2 separate regions of the Sus scrofa genome follow, and region 2 is linked to region 1. Evidence: chromatin contacts called from public Hi-C data. All regions are on one chromosome and are shown on one strand. The core of a region is the stretch at or near the end of the contact, and the rest is flanking DNA. Distances in the headings are between cores, read along the strand shown.

Evidence for each region. Hi-C and Micro-C count contacts between places; a contact is called where the count stands out from the background.
Region 2: a contact with region 1 is called in a Hi-C map of liver, with 5 times the contacts expected there. The contact joins the promoter of TMEM86B here to the enhancer-like site in region 1. A contact is called at or near these places in 1 of 5 promoter capture datasets (fetal liver) and 3 of 47 Hi-C or Micro-C datasets (embryonic fibroblasts, liver and skeletal muscle).

What each region holds. Positions count from the first base shown.
Region 1 is chr6:59,350,159-59,355,160 of Sscrofa11.1, reverse strand. It overlaps TNNT1 (troponin T1, slow skeletal type), which reads left to right. Exons shown (of 13, transcript NM_213748.2): 10 at 17-126; 11 at 2,530-2,620; 12 at 2,760-2,800; 13 at 3,578-3,685. The coding sequence ends at 3,623. Among named protein-coding and RNA genes, the nearest start is that of PPP1R12C, 5.5 kb to the right of the region's middle. Within about 2 kb of position 2,705, at least 17 of the 83 cell types and tissues checked have an H3K27ac peak or open chromatin away from gene starts, as enhancers often do. A contact at or near this core is called in fetal liver, liver and skeletal muscle, where this site is marked.
Region 2 is chr6:59,424,713-59,429,365 of Sscrofa11.1, reverse strand. It overlaps TMEM86B (transmembrane protein 86B), which reads left to right and starts at 3,280. Exons shown (of 3, transcript NM_001243276.1): 1 at 3,280-3,358; 2 at 3,595-3,841; 3 at 4,431-4,653. The coding sequence starts at 3,308. PPP6R1 (serine/threonine-protein phosphatase 6 regulatory subunit 1) reads left to right here. Exons shown (of 24, transcript XM_021094995.1): 19 at 16-149; 20 at 233-413; 21 at 506-576; 22 at 725-806; 23 at 1,199-1,309; 24 at 1,390-1,465. The coding sequence ends at 1,465.

The sequences.
Region 1 (5,002 bases), core at 1,456-3,955:
CCCTCCCAACCCTCAGGCAGAACAGAAGCGGGGCAAGCGCCAGACAGGGCGTGAGATGAAACAGCGCATTCTGTCCGAGCGTAAAAAGCCTCTGAATATCGACCACATGGGAGAGGACCAGCTCCGGTAGGCGGGAGGGGCCTGGGGGTGAGACGGGCAGATAAGGGGACCCCCGGCCTAGATCCGAGTGGGAGGAAGCCCTGGTGCGGTGTGACTTTGGGCAAGTGTCTCTCTCTCTCTCTGGGCCGCTGTAACATCCCCTATGGAACGTTTCCCTGAGGTAGGACTGACTTTTTTTAGTTGCTGAGACCTGTAGAGTCTGGGAGATAATGTGATGGGAAGCCAGGGCTCACAGAAGGAGATTAGGAAATGATATTGTCTTAATAATGCCCCAGGAACTCCAAATGGGCCCAGTTTTTTTTTTTTTTTTTTCCTTTTTCTTTTTGGCTGCACCCAGGCCAGGGATCGAACTGAGCCAGTACCCCACGCCATGGCAGTGACGCCACATCCTTAACCCCTAGGCCACCGTGGAAATTTCCCTGAGCCCCATCGTCTACTCGAATTAAAATCAGACGGGCTGGCAACACTTTTGCAGCCCCGTCTCTTCCGGGTGGGCTCTGCCTCACCCTTCACAGCTCATGCATCACACAGCCTGCATCTCAGGATAAGCCGCTGGAGGGAAGGCTGGGGACGGTCTTGGGCTTTGCGGCTCCAAATCTGAAACCACTTGCCCAGGGCTCAGTGCCGGCTCCACCGCTTACAGCTGTGTCTTCTTAGGCACATTGTTCAACTCCTCTCAGGCTTTTCTCCTCATTGGTAAAATGAGGGCATGATAAAATCTACCTGGCAGAGCTGCCAAAGGTCAGTGAGATGACGATAACACCAGCAGCTCCCTCCGGAGGGCTCACAGAAGAGAGAGATATTGTTGTTACCATTATCTTGAAATTGAGCAACCCGGGAGTTCCCTTCATGGCTCAGAGGTGAAGAACCCGACTAGGATCCATGAGGATGCCGATTGGATCCCTGGCCTCATTCAGCGGGTCAAGGACTGGTGTTGCCGTGAGCTGTGGTGTAGGTCACAGACGTGGCTCGGATCTGGCGTGGCTGTGGCTGTGGTGTAGGCCAGTGGCTACATCTCCGATTAGACCCCTAGCCTGGGAACCTCCATATGCCGCAGGTGCAGCCCTAAAAGAAAATAAAAAGAAGAAGAGCAACCTGAGGTACAGAGAGGTTATGTAAACTTTCTAGAGTTGCACAGCTTACAAGTGAAAGAATGGGGATTTGAACCCTGGGCAGTCTGTGTTCTTTGTCACTGTTCTATAAAGGGGTATGATGGTCAATACATAACAAAAGGCTCTTCAGGAGCTAAAAGTCCATATTCTTAGCATTCGCTCCTTTCCGTGGTGTAATCTCCCACGTGGCTGATTTCAAATGACGGGTGTGAGGGCTCTGCACTCGCAGTCGGGGAAGGATGTGCAGAATTGGCTCTTGGAAGGTTCCCGCCTGCCACCAGCTACGCACTCTCCTTCCAACCACGTCATCACAGGTGCCGGGCATTAAGTAATGTTCCCTTTTCCTTTTTCCTCCTCTTCCCTTCCCCCACCACACATCCACTTGTAATTTGGATCCTTTTTTTTTTTTTTTTTTTTTGTCTTTTTGCCTTTTCTAGGGCTGCTCCCGCGGCATATGGAGGTTCCCAGGCTAGGGGTCGAATCAGAGCTGCAGCCGCCAGCCTACACCACAGCCACAGCAACTTGGGATCCTAGCTGCATCTGAAACATACACCACAGCTCACAGCAATGCTGGATCCTTAACCCACTGAGAAAGGCTGGGGATCAAACCTGCGTTCTCATGGATCCTAGTTGGATTCATTAACTGCTGAGCCATAAGGGGAACTCCCATTTCCTATTTTTCTGTTTCACCACTATGTCCAACCTCAATATCACCTCATATTCCAAAGTGGCTGCTGGTGCTCCAGCCATCACAGCCAAGCAGCAGAAAGAAATTGCAAGGGAAGAACCACACAGGCTTACCTGGAATCTCTACCCAATGACCCATTTTGATCTCATTGGCCAGCCTACCTGCAAGGGAGTTACTGGGAAGAGTAGCTTTTTAAACTGAGTCTGCTGCAAAAAATTCTGAATTTAAGGAAGAAAGAAGGGATATTGGGTGGGCAACCAGCCACCTGTTTCACAGTTTTATTTCTATGTTTCTCTGGAGAGGGAAACAGGATCCCAGGGGGAGTCGCTTGGTTGTAGTCACAAACCAGGGAATTCCAGAGCCGGTGTTTGAACCAAGGCTTTCTGACTCCAGGACTTGGGCCGTTAACCAAGGAAAGGAAGGAGGTGGGCAGAGACCTAAAAACCCTGTGCTGCAAAATGTCACAATATTTGAGTACTGTGTCTTCAAATATTGACAAACTGGCACCGGCACACACGGCCTCTGTGTGGCTTTGGAGGGATCTTTCAGCCTTTCTGGGCCCGGCGCATGGCCTGGCTCCCTTCCATGACAGCCCTTCTGCCCTGCCAGGGAGAAGGCCCAGGAACTGTCGGATTGGATCCACCAGCTGGAGTCGGAGAAGTTTGACCTGATGGCGAAGCTGAAGCAGCAGAAATACGAGGTGAGATCCATCTCTGGGCAGGCGCAGGCCGGGTGGGAGACGGGGGCGGGGCGGGTGGGCGGGGTTGTGAGGAGTGGGCGGGAGCGGGCCGGCATGTCCCTCCGGCTCTGCGAGCGTCTCCCTCCCGTCTCCCCACCAGATCAACGTGCTGTACAACCGCATCAGCCACGCCCAGAAGTTGTAAGTGTGAACGCGCACCGAGGCCCCCCCCGCGCCGCCTCTCGGGCCTCTCTTTCCTTCCTTCCCGCTGCCCCTCACTCCGCACCCCCCTTCTTGGGGTCTCTGTCTTGGCCCCTCTTTCTCTGGGACGCCCTCGTTATTTGTCCGTCTCTCTTCTGGGGTCTCCATCCCTGTTCCTCCGTCCTTCTAAATCACTGGCTCTGGGACAGGGGCTGATCCTGTCCCCACCCCAGGGGACACCGGGGGAGGGGGGAGCTCCAGGGAGCTGGTGGGTGGAGCCCTGGGCTGCCGCTCAACGTCCTACTCTACCCAGGACGCCCCCGCCTCAGAGAAGGGTCCGGCCCCCAAATGTCACTAGCGCCGAGGCGGAGCAGCCCGTCTCGTTCTCTGTCCCTTGCTCTGTCTCCCGCTTTGCTTCCCGCCCACCTTCCTTCCCTTCCGCCTTCTGTGCTTCTCTCTTTGCTTCATTTCCAACTTTCTGCCTCGTTCACCCCAACCCTCCCGGCCTCCCTGCACGCGGTCCTTCCTTTCCCTTCCTTGGCCCAGCCTGGTGCCCCCAAACATGTATCAGCACCCACGGGGACATCCTGAACTCACCCACCGATAGCAGCTCCCGCCCCATCTGTTCACCGCTCCACCCCAGGCAGGGACCCCAACCACAAGGCACTTGCGGGGAGGGGCAGGCGGGCGTTTGGGAGGGGGGGACTTCCCGAATCGAGGGCAGGGGCCCCGACTCCGAGGAGGTCCTCCTGCCTGATACCCCTCCTCCTCCTCCAGCCGGAAGGGGGCCGGGAAAGGCCGCGTCGGAGGCCGCTGGAAGTGAGCAGGTGGGCGCTCGCCCACCCTGAGCACCGAGGAGCCGCCGTTGCAGTGTGTGTCCCACCTGGGGCTTGAAATAAATGCTCCACTCCTGGCACCTGCTGAGTTCCTTGCCTCTTCTTAATGCGCGGGCCCCCCAGTCAAGGGCGGGGCCGCCGCTCTCGGGCGATGCTTCCCCGCAGTGGGAACACACACAGGGGCTGGGGACCTAACGTGGTGTCGCCTCTGTGGAAGGCCGTCTGGGAGTTCCTCAAAAAGTTAAACGTAGAGAGACCGCAGAACCCAGCCACCCACGAGAACTGAGATTATGTCCTCCCGAAACCTAACCTTGGCAGCAGCATCAGTGCCAGAGCCAAGAAGTGGAAAGAACCCACAAGCCCGTCCATGGATGAAGGGCTACAAAGCACCGCAGCTCAGTCTCCAAATCGTGCTGAATGACGGCAGCTGGACACACAAGGCCACGCACCAGGTGATTCCCACGATGGGAAATGTCCAGATGGCAAATCCCTAGAGACAGGAAGGAGTGGCTTGGGGGGATGGGAGGTGATAGCTAGAAGGAATTGTGTTTCTTTTGGGGGTGGTGAAATGTTCTGGAATCAGCGAATAGTAATGCCTGCACAACTTTGTGAACGGGCTGAAAATCCCCACTGAATTACACACTTCGAAACGGCAGGTTTTTCGCTATGGGAACGCAAAACCCAGCCAGACTAAAACATGTCCAGTTCGTCCATGGGAGGGGCCGCTCAGTGACAAATTAATGTCAAATTTTAGTGTGCAGAGTCACAAGTAGGTCAGCCATGGGATGTCTTTCATAGTATGAGTCTCTTAAGTGTAAAATTTCTTTTTTTTCCCCCTGGGGCTCGGGGGGGGTGGGCAGCAGCAGAGGCGGTATTCCTGGTGATGGCTCAGCGGTTAACTAACACACCCAGCATCCATGAGTGCGAGGGTTCGATCCCTGGCCTCCCTCAGTGGGTTAAGGATCTGGTGTTGCCATGAGCTGTGATGTAGGTCGCAGGTGTGGCTCAGATCTGAGTTGCTGTGGCTGTGGTGTAGTGTAGGCCAGTGGCTACAGCTCCGACTGGACCCCTAGCCTGGGAACCTCCATGTGCTGTGGGTGCAGCCCTTAAAAAAAAAAAAAAAAGATTCAGGCCCTCAGGAAACTCCAGGTCAGATAGAGGAGACACCCCTGGACACTGTCCCAGTTGAATCAGAAGGTACCCAGGAGAGAGTGAAGACTCTGCCTTGAATAGTCAGTGTGGTTCTTCTGGAAGAGGGGGCATTTGCGTTGGGGTTTTGAAGAATGAGTAGGAGGTTAGGAGTTGGAGAAGCATGTTGCAGGCAGCCATCTACAGTCACTCATTCAACAAATATGTCCCAAGGCCT
Region 2 (4,653 bases), core at 2,031-4,530, 74 kb before region 1:
TGGTTCCTGGGGCAGGAGCGGAGGCAGCACAGACAGCGAGGAGGAGGAGGACGACGACGAGGAGGAGGACGAGGAAGATGGTGACAGCCGGGCGGCCCGCGGCAGGGCCAGGCCCGCCTTGTACCCCAGCCCTGGCCCCCAGCCACCAGGTGGGTGAATGTGCGGGGTGAGGCATGGTCGGGTGCAGTCTGTCTGCCTCCGTGCTCACCCCTGCCTTGCTCCCCCTTGCCAGGCCCCAGCTGGATGGCTACCTTTGACCCAGTGCCTATGGACACCCCCACCGGCCCCCAAGACTGCAGGGAGAAGGAGCCACACTCTGGGCCCCCCACCCCGCAGGGCCCCTGCAGTGTGCCCCTGGACCTCCCTGTCCTGAGCCTGGCTGGCCCTGCGGCCCCCAACGCCCTGCAGCTCAGGTGAGGCCTGGAGGCCGGTGCCCAGGGCTTGGTGGCCTTAAGCTCCACTGCCAACCCCAGCCATCCCTCGGGCTCCTTTTCTTGCCTCCTAGGTCTCAGGATCCCACGCCCCCCTCAGCACCTCAGGAAGCCACAGATGGCAGCAAAGTAGCGGAGCCCTTGGGTGAGCCACTCTCTGCCCACCTCACCGTGCCCACCCCACCCTGGGCCTCCCACTGTTGACCTCTGGCCTGTCCACAATGGGTCTGAGGAGCAAGACGGGTGTGAAGCTCGCTAAAGGTCACATCTCCTGGCCCCTCTCCTCTGCACAGCCCCCTGCCAGGCCTTGGTCAGTGTCGGGGACCTTCAGGCCACACTCAGAGGGACGCATTCCGCCCCCAGCTCCTTGGACAGGTAACTGGTTAAGGACCAGCTGCTGGGGGGCCAAGTGGGAGAGGCAGGTGGAATCTGGGACTGGGGTCATCCCTGCCCAGAGCTGCTCCTGGGGGGCCTTGCGGGACCCCTCCCTCCAGGTCTGCACCACTGCCTCAGGGCCTCGTGGCAGCTGAAGGTCTGGGCTGTCTTTGCCCACTTATGGTCGTAAGAGAGGATCCTGGAGCCCAGGGTCACCTGCTCAGCCCTGGGGTGGGAAGGCTTCCGGTGGGATCAGAAGGGGGCCAGGGGTGTCCAGAGCTCGTGTCCCAGCTGACCTGAGCTGCTTCTCCCGGGTGGGCAGTTTCCAGGGGTCTTTGGGCGAGAGTGCCCGGGGGGCATCAGTGACAGTAGCCCTGTGGATCCCCACACAGTGCAACCAGAGACCCTGCTACCTCTGTCCCAGCCCCCGGGGCCCACCAGCCCCCCCAGACCATGGAAGGGCAGAAGAGCCCAGAACCCTCAGGGCTCCCACAAAGCCAGAGGTGAGCTGGTGCAGCCTCACAGGGCAGCCGGTGTTCTGGCAGGAAGGCACTGATCTCTCATGCTGTCCCTTTGCCCACAGTGCCCTGGCCCTTGAGCCGCTCCCGATGCCCAATGGCTCTGCTGCAGGAGGGCCGGTGTCCCCAGGCTCCCAGTGAGTGGTGGGGGCGGGGGCAGCAGGTGGGCTGGGGCTGGGTTGGCAGAGGCTTCCGGGTGGCGGGCTCCTCACACAGGTTTCCCTCTCGGTTCCCAGGTAACTGCCTGGCCCGGTGGTGGCGGCCACATCCTCCGTGCCCCACGTGGACCCTGCCCGGGTTGGGGCAGGGCTGGTCCCAAGGTGGCCCTGTTGCCCCATCCCCTCTTCCCCACCTAGGAGGCTGGACTCCCAGGAGGCCGGTGCCAGGGACAAAGGCCCCCTCCCCCAATTGCACTGAGAAAAGGAACTGCGGAGTTTTGTCTCCTAGAATAAAGATAGAGTTGAGTAGAGAGAAAGGAGAGTGAGAGAGAGACCTATATTATATATTATATATATATATATATATATATACATATATATATATCTCGAGGGAGGAGAGAGTGGGCAGGCGGAGAGCCAGGAGGAAGCAGGCCAGGGCTGGGGGCGGCGTGGACCTGCACCCTCCCACTGGGGCTACTGTGGTGAGGGGTCCTGAGGCTGCCACGCCCCCTCTTCCTGCCGGACCCCCACCCTCCGGTGCAGACGCCCACACCCACACTCGGCCTTTCAGCTCAGGTCCACCTTGGGGGAGGCCCGAGTGGGGGTCGTGCCTTTGCCCACCCCCATCGCCCCGGGCCCTGCACTTTGATCCAGGCTGGGGCTAGAATCCCTTCCGTCTGGCCCAGCCAGCTCTGTGGGAGCAGGGGGCCCTGTTCTCTGGGGGCCTCCCGGGGTACACCCCCAGGGCCCTGATGCACTCACCGAGTCCCCCTCCATCTCCACGGACCCTGGGGCGGGGGTCTGGCGGGGGTCTGGCTGGGCTCCCCCTCCTACTCCCGAGGGTCTGGGGTCCAGCCCAGCCGCCAAGTGACCTTGTCCCAGCTCCCTCTCCCCAGGCTGGGGTGCGTGTGCGTGTGTTCGTGCCGAGCTTCTGTTTCATATTGCAAATATAAACAAATAAAGGAAGACAGTTTAAGACTCCTGCTGCTCAGACCTCGGGTTCTGACCTATTCCCGTGCCGTGGCTCTGGGGTGGGACCCTTACAAGGAGGAGTCAGGTACCTTCTGCTCCGAGGAAGGGTTTCCTGGAGGAGGAGCTGAGCATTTCCCATACTCATGCGGCACCTGGTCCTGGGAGCCGTCCCCTGTCCAGACAGGCTGCAGAAGGCGGTGAGTGGGCTTCCACACCCCATCCCCCTTTGGCCCACCCCTGACCTGCCCTGCCGTGTGGCAGGAGCCACGTCCCCGAGCCCTCTCCCCTTGGAGCAGCCAGCTAGGCCAGACAGGTGGGTGCCCAGTGGGTCCAGTGCGAAGGTGAAGTACTGGCCGCCATGCAGGGGAAGCTTCACTGGCGCGCCGGCCGGCTGGCACCACCGCCAGCCCCAGCTCCTGTCACCGAGCAAGTGTTTGGTGGAGGAGGGAGGCTCAGACTGTCCCTTGGATCTGGCAGGGTGTCCTCCCCTCCCCTCCCCTGTTGCTCATGAAAGGGCAGGCGTCGGAATGTTGCAGATTTTGCACCCAGGTCCCTTCTGACTGGCCTGGCGCAGGGCAGTGGGAGAGGCGTGTACAGCCAGGGCCCTCTAGGCAGGGAGGAAGCGAGACAGAGGGAGTGGGGGAGGAGGGACCCCTGGGTGCCAGTGGGCACCGTATCAGCAGGTGCCAGGCAGGGCCGTCCCCAGGGCAGGAGCAGCATCTCCCTGGGCCCTGTTATCAGTCCCAGAGTCCACAGGACGCTCCTCGGGTTAACGAGTAACCACACACCATCTCCTCCACCCCCAAGCTACCCGTACCCACTTGCAGGCCGTTCTCAGGGGTCACAGGCTGACATGGACCCCGGGAAAGAGGGCCTGCCCCGAAAACCTCGCTTTTCAGCTCAAGTGAGAGCCGCCGCGTAGGGGTAGGGGGGTGGCAGGGCTGGGGCTGGGCTCTGTGGGGCTGGACATCCTGGTCCCTGGGCAGTGTGGCTCGGGTCCCTGGGTGGGCGTGGGGTGACAATCTTGACCCCCAAGGGCGGGGAGCTCACTGGGCGCGAGGCCAGGTGGTTCTGAAGCCTGGTCTCGGGCTGGGGGCAGGGCTGGTTTCTAGGGCTCAGCAGCCCCCTGGTCCCCTGAAGCAGCTGCACGTGGGCAAGTGGCTGAGCCCCTTCTTCTTCACCTGCGCCGTCTACTTCCTCCTCTGGATCCCCGACGACCAGCCGTCCTGGGTCGGCGCCCTGGTCAAGTGCCTGCCCGTCCTCTCCCTGGTGGTATTCCTGCGGGCCGTGGACGCCGGCGGGGGCTACAGCGCGCGGCTGCAGGGGGCCCTCCTGTGCTCAGCCGTGGGGGACGCCTGCCTCGTCTGGCCCGAGGCCTTTCTCCATGGTGAGAGGGGCCCTGTTGCATTGTCCCTTTCGGAGCCTGGACAGGGGTGGGTGTGGGGGGCAACCCCCAGAAGAGGGCCTGCCAGGGGCAGGAGCCAGTAGGCGTGAAAGGGCGCTGGGAGGCGGCAGTGAGGGAGACTTGCCAGCCCTCCACCCCACGGAGCTCTCCTCCCGTTGAGGGCACGGGCAGAGTGTCAGGGGTCGCAGTCTTGAGGACACGAGTCGAGGACAGCCTCGCCGAGAAGGTAACGTCTGGAAGGGGTGCAGGAACGGCCATGTGCCCTTCCAGGAAAGGCCCTTCCAGGCAGGGGACCCACACGAGCAGAGGCCCTGGGGCGGGAGTGTGCCTGGTGCGTAGAGCCCACTAGGGGCCAAACGGAGTAAGGGTGAGAGTCAGGGGGCTTTTTAAGGCCACGCTGACACCCACCACAGGAAGAAGGGACCACAAGGAGGCCTGCGTTGTAATGCAGGAGACGGGTAGTATGGCCGGGGCCGGGGTGGGGGCCGGGGGCTCGGCCCGAGGGCTGCTTGGCGAGGCGAGGCAGGGAAGCAGAAGGCTCACCCGGCCCTCCCACCCCTGTCTCCTCCAGGCGTGGCCGCCTTCGCCGCGGCCCACCTGCTCTACCTCTGGGCCTTTGGCCTGACGCCCCTGCAGCCCGGCCTCCTGCTCCTGGTCATCCTGGCCGCTCTCCCGTACTACGGCCTCCTGCTTTGGCACCTCCCGCCCGACCTGGTCCTGGCCCTGACGGCTTACTCCTTGGCCCTGGCCACCATGCTGTGGCGTGGCCTGGCCAGGGGCGGGAGCACCGGCTG